Regions from separate parts of the Sus scrofa genome. Here region 1 is linked to region 2. Evidence: chromatin contacts called from public promoter capture Hi-C data. All regions are on one chromosome and are shown on one strand. The core of a region is the stretch at or near the end of the contact, and the rest is flanking DNA. Distances in the headings are between cores, read along the strand shown. Region 1 overlaps SKOR1 (SKI family transcriptional corepressor 1). Region 2 overlaps SMAD6 (mothers against decapentaplegic homolog 6).

What was found. Promoter capture Hi-C pulls out the DNA fragments that hold promoters and counts their contacts.
Region 1: a contact with region 2 is called in a promoter capture Hi-C map of liver, with 6 times the contacts expected there. The contact joins two enhancer-like sites. A contact is called at or near these places in 1 of 5 promoter capture datasets (liver) and 1 of 47 Hi-C or Micro-C datasets (heart right ventricle).

What each region holds. Positions count from the first base shown.
Region 1 is chr1:165,765,936-165,769,406 of Sscrofa11.1, forward strand. SKOR1 (SKI family transcriptional corepressor 1) reads left to right here. Exons shown (of 9, transcript XM_021100496.1): 9 at 1-292. Among named protein-coding and RNA genes, the nearest start is that of SKOR1, 14 kb to the left of the region's middle. Within about 2 kb of position 1,811, at least 81 of the 83 cell types and tissues checked have an H3K27ac peak or open chromatin away from gene starts, as enhancers often do. A contact at or near this core is called in liver, where this site is marked.
Region 2 is chr1:164,654,080-164,657,411 of Sscrofa11.1, forward strand. SMAD6 (mothers against decapentaplegic homolog 6) reads left to right here. Exons shown (of 4, transcript XM_003480446.4): 1 at 1-3,332. The coding sequence starts at 3,007. Among named protein-coding and RNA genes, the nearest start is that of SMAD6, 3.1 kb to the left of the region's middle. Within about 2 kb of position 2,037, at least 61 of the 83 cell types and tissues checked have an H3K27ac peak or open chromatin away from gene starts, as enhancers often do. A contact at or near this core is called in liver, where this site is marked.

The DNA of each region.
Region 1 (3,471 bases), core at 561-3,060, 1.1 Mb after region 2:
AAAGAAAGGAAAAAATCAAAGAGGTGTCATAGATCCCTGTTCTTGGCTGTTACCTGGAAAGGATCATTTCACCTCTACTGAAGACATCAGAAATAGATCCTGATGGAACACTGTTCCACAGCTCTGAGCACCCACAGGAAGGGGACACACTGCTGCCCTGGGGAGGCTCTGGGGCTCTGTGATCCTGCATCTGCCTTGACTGAGGTGACCACAGAGCCTGGGAGTGGGTTGGCGAGGCAACCGACTGGGCTCCCAGAGGGTGTAGAGACTTGGACTACCTGCATGCTCAGGCACCAGCAAAGCACATGCACCAATATTTTTCTATTGGAAAGAAATTGCTATCTCAAAAATCACTGACAAACATCACAGGAAATCTGAACTTCCTTTGCCCCCCTCCCCCGCCCCCCATCTTACCCATCAGGACTGTGCTTTTTTGCAACTGAATTACCTGGGGACAGGATCCCTGTCTTCTCAGGGTCTTTGCCTCTAAAGGTCTTTTCAGGCCTTGCTTTGGCTGTTTACTAATTACATGATCATGCCCAGGTGGCTCTACTCCTGTGACCTGGTGTCAGTAACACCCACAAGGCAGGGCTGTCAGGATTATTAAAAAGAGAAATCCGTGAAGGCCCTGGCACATGGTTGATGCTCAGTAAGGAGTGTGCAGGTATTATTATTTTAAATTCAGAGGCAGCATGAGGGGTCAGCATTGCTCCAAGTCCCTGGTATAGTATAACTTATGCTTATGGTAGCAGTAAGATTCTGTTTTGTTTTGGACGTGAAACGGATCAACTTTAGTGAGACCTTTTCCTTAAGTGTAAGGTAGAGTAGAACCCAGGATAGTGCAAAGGGAAGCAGAGGCAAGATTTGAGAGACTGAAGACTGGGGCCCAAGGGCTAGATGTAAATAGCACGACAAACTGATGAATCTGACTGCCCACACTTTTACTCCATGTCCGGTGACTATAGTTTCCTTTGTGTCAAAAAGTAATACCTGTATGTGAAAAGATTACATCGAGGTACAAACTCTACAACCAGGTAAACCCTAGGACAAAAATATGGAACGCTTCACGAATTTGCGTGTCATCCTTGCGCAGGGGCCATGCTAATCTTCTCTGTATCGTTCCAATTTTAGTATATGTGCTGCCGAAGCGAGCACGACGGCTGGGTCTTCTCAGAGGGTATATAAAGCCAAGAACATAAAAACTTTTTTGATTATGGTGACTATAGAAGAGTAATTTTTTTCAATTTAAAAGTATTCGAGGATTTATGACCTTCTATGTCACACATACTGTCATCATATCTTTGTGATTTTGGGAGAGTTAAGTAGAATTGTCTCTTTAACCTTCTTACATATTATATGCAAATGAAGGGACCATGGGAAATTGGCCCTCTGCCCGCCCGACCTCCGCGCGCCTTACTGTCACGCTCGGTCACGTGGTGCTCGTTCCCCTAGCGCTTCTCTCACTATTGCGGGTCTGCGAGCCCAGCGGTTGTCCCTGGAGTCCTCCTGGCGCGTGGCGGAGGGGGATGCGGCGGCGTATTGTACCCGGAACTACGCGGAGAAGCGTGTGCACTGCGCGAGTGGTTTTTGAGGGCCTGGGACCGTGGTGCCAATGAGGGCCCCACAGAAGTGGAGTCCGTGCCCCCGAAACGTTTGCGAACCGATGGTCAGGCTAGGACCCATAACCACCGCGAGGTCTGGAGCCACCGACCGCGAACCGGAAGAGGCTGGGCGGGGCGGCCTAGGGCTGCGGCTCCGGGCGCCGGTGTCCCGCTGCTTCCTCGGTGGGGGGTTGCCTATTGACCCACCCCGCGCTGGAGGCCAAGGGGAAGAGGGAGGGTGTCCACTCTGGGTTCCTGGCTTTGCTTAGAGTGACTTGGGAGTCGTGGCGCTTTGGGAAATGTCACCACTCTTTAATCTAGTCCCGGGGCAGGCACTTAACCTAATCGGTTTCCTCCCCCAACCCCCTCCGCGCCCCCCAGTTTGAAGGTTAGAAAACTGAGGCTCTAGTTGGTTAAATTATTAAGGCTAAAATGATCCTGCCAGTGGTGAAAGAAGTCGTGATATGGGTGCAAGTCTGCTTTCACGGTGGGATTCAAGAGAGAAAAGATGGGGGCCAAGAGTGTAGCCTGCCTTTTTCTTAAACAATATTCCCAAGACCTTAACAGTTCAGACTTTACTTCCTGCTTTCATTTTTTCACCAAATATCAAGGTCCTATGACGTGAGCGCTGAGGTTGCAGGGGTGATCGAGTGATTAGGGTTGCTGTGGTCATGGAGCTGCTTCTGTTCCAGCAAGGGGAGAGCATTCTCGGTCTTGAGACAGCTTGGAAGGAACATTTGGGACAGAGCCGTGGCTGGGGAATGAAGGCCTGCCACTTCAGTGGGTGGACAGGAGGGAGGGGACAGTCGAGCTGTGGCTTGATGGTGGGGATGCAGCCCTCAGAGGACAGGACAGATAGTACCTGTCAGAGGAAGACCTTGGGGCCACCTGAGTCAGTTTCACCCATCTGGGCTAGTCCTTCAGGGGTGGTCTAGGCTGAGCGCTGGCTCTTCACTGTGAACCTGACTCAGCCCCAGCCAGGGAGCACCTGGCCTGGCCTTTGGGGAATCTGGAGGACCAACTCCTTCCCCCTTTTCAGTGAAATGGAAATCAGGTGCAGGCAGCCCAACTTCTCATTTGACCTCTCTCTAAATAAGCAGCAAGCAAACACAAACCTCAGAATGCTAATATGGCCTTTATTGAGCGAAAAGAGCTAATTTGGGCAATGATGTTTCTCTCAGATTTACAAAAGGGAATTGCAAATAACTAAAAAGCGTATTAGCAATGATGGGAGATGATGCTAATCTTCAATTAGCATCCATGTTTTTATTCATTTATTTAGAAGGAGAGCCTTTTCGACACAGTTGATGTGCACACGTGTCACAGGGACAGGTACATCTCATGGGTTCATAAATGCCTTACTGCAGAAACCAGCAGGAGATGCACCAGGTTGTTCCTGGCTTCTGGCTACATGAGCATGTGTTATTTTGAGCCAGAGGTGGGGTTTTGTTTGTTCCGTTTGTTTTTTTCTAATTGAGCACTTGTGGAACAGAGAAGAGAGATCTGGATTTTAGTTCCCATTCCTCCCTGTGCCTGTCTTTGTGACCTTGGCCAACTCCTTGGACCTCTCTGGTCCTGTTTTATCTTCTGCAAAGTGAGGAAAGTGTCCTAGAGATGATGTCTAACTATTTCTGTCAGCTTTAACCTGCTGTGGTTTTTTTGTAACTAGGTAAATGAAGGACTTTTTCAAGGCTAAAATTAGCAAGCTGTTAACGTTCAACACTATTTTTTGTTTTCTTTATTAGAAGAGTAGAGCATGCTGGTCATCCTTGGGGCATAGGAGATCCCAGGAACAGTCCACAGGGGCAGTTGTGGACCTAGGGTCTGGGACCTGACACCTGCCCCTGAGCCCTGGAAGCCCAGGGAGGAG
Region 2 (3,332 bases), core at 787-3,286:
TTAAGTGAGCAAGTTCCTATTCCTCAGTTTCCTCATTTATAAAATGGAAATAAGAGTATCAGTGTTGTTGTGAGAATGACTAAAATCTTTGTAATGCTTGAAACATGGCCTTGCCCATAGTAAACACAAGTTATTGCAATCCATGGTCAAACCAGCAGATACCCTAATTAAAACAAGCTATTAAAAAACTACATTACATTGAGTTTCTCCTTACATTAATTTCCCCAGGGGCAAGAAGTGATCGAAAAGGGGGTACAAGATCCTTTATTCTTTAGTTGTCCTTTAGGTGTTGCTTACACAGGTGTTTTGTTCACTTGTGAAAATTCACCCTGTTTACTTGCGATTTGTGAACTTAAAATGCACTGTCTTGTAGAATCTTCATGGTTCTGTGAAGAAAGCAGGGCAGGCATCAACAACCCCATTTATCAAACAAGAAACTGAGGTCAAGACAGCTGTTTTCATTAGGCCGAAGTAGAAGGGGATGAGGGTGGGGAAGATTCTAAGTCCTGCCCTCAGTTCTCCAGAGTAACCGCCTCTCCCAGAGGGTGCGGAGCGAACAGTGCCTGGCTCCAGGTGAAGTTCGGCAAAAGGTTCTGAGTCCTTCCTACAAACACCGCCCTTCCCCCAGGGCACACACAACTCGGGCCCACTCGGGGACTCACACCACCGCACGCTCACAAGGCCAGCCCCACACGTGGGAACCCCCGAGGGAGGCGCGCGCGCAGGCGCCCCCTCTGCCCTCGCTGGGGAATGGCGCCCAGCCCCGGGCCAATGAGAGTAGCGGAATTTCTTTCATTCAGAGCAGGGCCGGGCTCTTGCCCGGAAAGGGGCGGGGCGCCAGGCCCGGGGCGGGGCCGACTTGCGCCAGGGAGAGGGCGGTGCCCGCCCCGTGGCCCGGCCAATCGGCGCCGCGCCCGAGGGGGGAGGGGGAACCAGGTCTTTTTTCCCTCCGCTCGGGGCCAATCCCGACTTTACAAGCTTGAACTTTTGCCACCCTCGGACGAGCTAGCGCGCCCGAGGAGGTACCCCGCCGCGCCGGCTCCAGGGGCAAGAGCGGCCTTAACCCTTCCCGCGCCGGGAGGCCTGCTGCTGCGCCCCCACCGGCTCATCCTGGATCGGGGGGGGGGGGGGGAAGCGGTTCCCCCAACCCACCCCCATTCCCATGGTGAAACGTTGTTGGGGAAATCACGAGCCCTACTACCTATATTCCTCTTCGCTGTGCAGAGAATAAACTGGGGAAGGGAAAGGGGTGGAAGAATCACTCAGCCTCGAGGGGGCCCGGGACACTGGAGGCCCGCCTAGCTCTGAGGAAGAGACTTGGCGACTAAGAAGAGCCGAGAGAAGACATCTCCTGCCTCTACCCCACCCTCTCTAACTCCCTGTTCCTGCAAGCCTGGAGCCCCCATGCGGGAGGCGTCCCACGCTCCGCGGTCGGCCCAGCGGAAAACCCCTGACTGCGCAGGGGGTGTGTAAACCGCGTCCTCTCACGGAAGATCCCGCTATTGCACAAATCAGCAGCCCCCTTTGCACCCCAAGAGATGCAAGCCACGAACGCACACACGCACACCCATTTTTATAAGCCTTCTCTGGGCTGGGGGTATGTAACAACTCTAAAGTGCAATGTATAAGTTTGTGCACAAGCCGAGGAAAGGCAAAGCGCCCCGTTTGCATCCAAGTCTCTGTGGGTTCGCCGAGCCCTCGCACCGCCCGCAGTGGTTTGTGTAACCGTGTGTATGTGTGTGTGTGTTGTTCGCTCGCATGCGTGCCCGAGGCGCACGCGAGCCAGAGAGCTGGCCGTGGGCGCTGTCAGGACCGGGGCCGGAGGGGGGCGCGGGGGCGAGCTCGGGGCGGGGGCCAGGGCTCGGCCCGCCCTGGGAGCCGGCCCCTCAGAGCCTCCGGCCCTGCAAAGGGACGTGTTCTCCTTTAAGAGTTAAGAAACTTGAAACCTTGTTTGCGCAACAATCAGCGCCGCGGAGCCGCCAAAGTGTCTAGACTGGCATATGATGGGAGGCAGCCAATGACTCCGCGGCGCTCCTCCGGGGGCCCTCAGTGTGCGTTTGAGGAGAACAAAAAAGAGAGAGAGCCGATCTGGGGAGCGAGCGAGGGAGCCGAGCCGAGAGAAAGAGCCGCCGGGCGCTGCCTCGCCAGACCTCGCTGGGACCGCGGGGCCACCGGGAGGCACTTTTTGTGGAGGGGGGAGGGGGGCGACCTCTGCAGCCGCAACGTCCCGGGCGTCCCAGCGCAGCGTGGGGCGGGCTGCGACCTCTTCCTCGGTGGATTGCATTTTTAATTAAGGATTCCCAGCAGCTCTTTGGGATTTTTACAGTTTCCACTCATGTGTTGACACCCGCGTTCAGGAGAAATTCGCTCCAAGTGCATCTAGCGCCCGGGACCTGAGACGGAGTTGGCCTTTCGTGCATGCAATTCCAGGGATTTTGGTTTTGTTTGGGGTTTCTTTTTCTTTCTTTCCCTCCCCCCCCCCTTTTGCAGGGAGTAAGAAGGAAGCCGAGGGTATCAACAAGCCTGCCTTTCGGATCCTGCAGGAAAAGCCCATGTAGTGAAGCTCTTGGGTTTTAAAAGCAGGGCTTCCCAGACACATTTGGGGGGTTCGGCGCGAGCGCTTTGTGCTCATGGACCAGCCGCGCAACTTTTGAAGGCTTGCCGGCCCATGCGGGGTCCTTCTGGCGGTGCGCCGCCTGCAGTCCCTGTAAAGCGCCGGGGCTGGAGTTGCTGAGCCGCCCCGCCGCCGGGGTCCATGTAGCCGCGGGTCAGGCGCGGACTGCGGCTCGGCGTGCGCGCGTTCCCCGCCGTCCCGCCCCGGCGAGCTCCCTCATGTTGCAGCCCTGCGGCGCCCCTTCGACGACAGGCTGTGCGCGGTCTGCACGGCGCCCGGCGGCAGAGCTTCATGTGGGGCTGCGGCTCGCGCAGCCGGCGCCTCGCTGAGGGAACTGAACCCCGGTAACCGGAGACCGCCTCCCCCCCACCCCTGGCGCCAAAGGATATCGTATGTTCAGGTCCAAACGCTCGGGGCTGGTGCGGCGACTTTGGCGAAGTCGTGTGGTCCCCGACCGGGAGGAAGGCGGCGGCAGCGGCGGCGGCGGCGACGAGGATGGGAGCGAGGGCAGCAGAGCTGAGCCGGCCCCGAGGCCACGAGAAGGCGGAGGCTGCAGCCGCCCCGAAGTCCGCCCGGTAGCCCTGCGGCGGCCCCGGGACGCGGTGGGACAGCGAGGCGCCCAGGGCGCGGGGAGGCGCCGGCGCGCAGGGGGCCCCCCGAGGCCCATGTCGGAGCCGGGGGCCGGAGCTGGGGGCTCCCCGCTGGACGTTTCGGAACC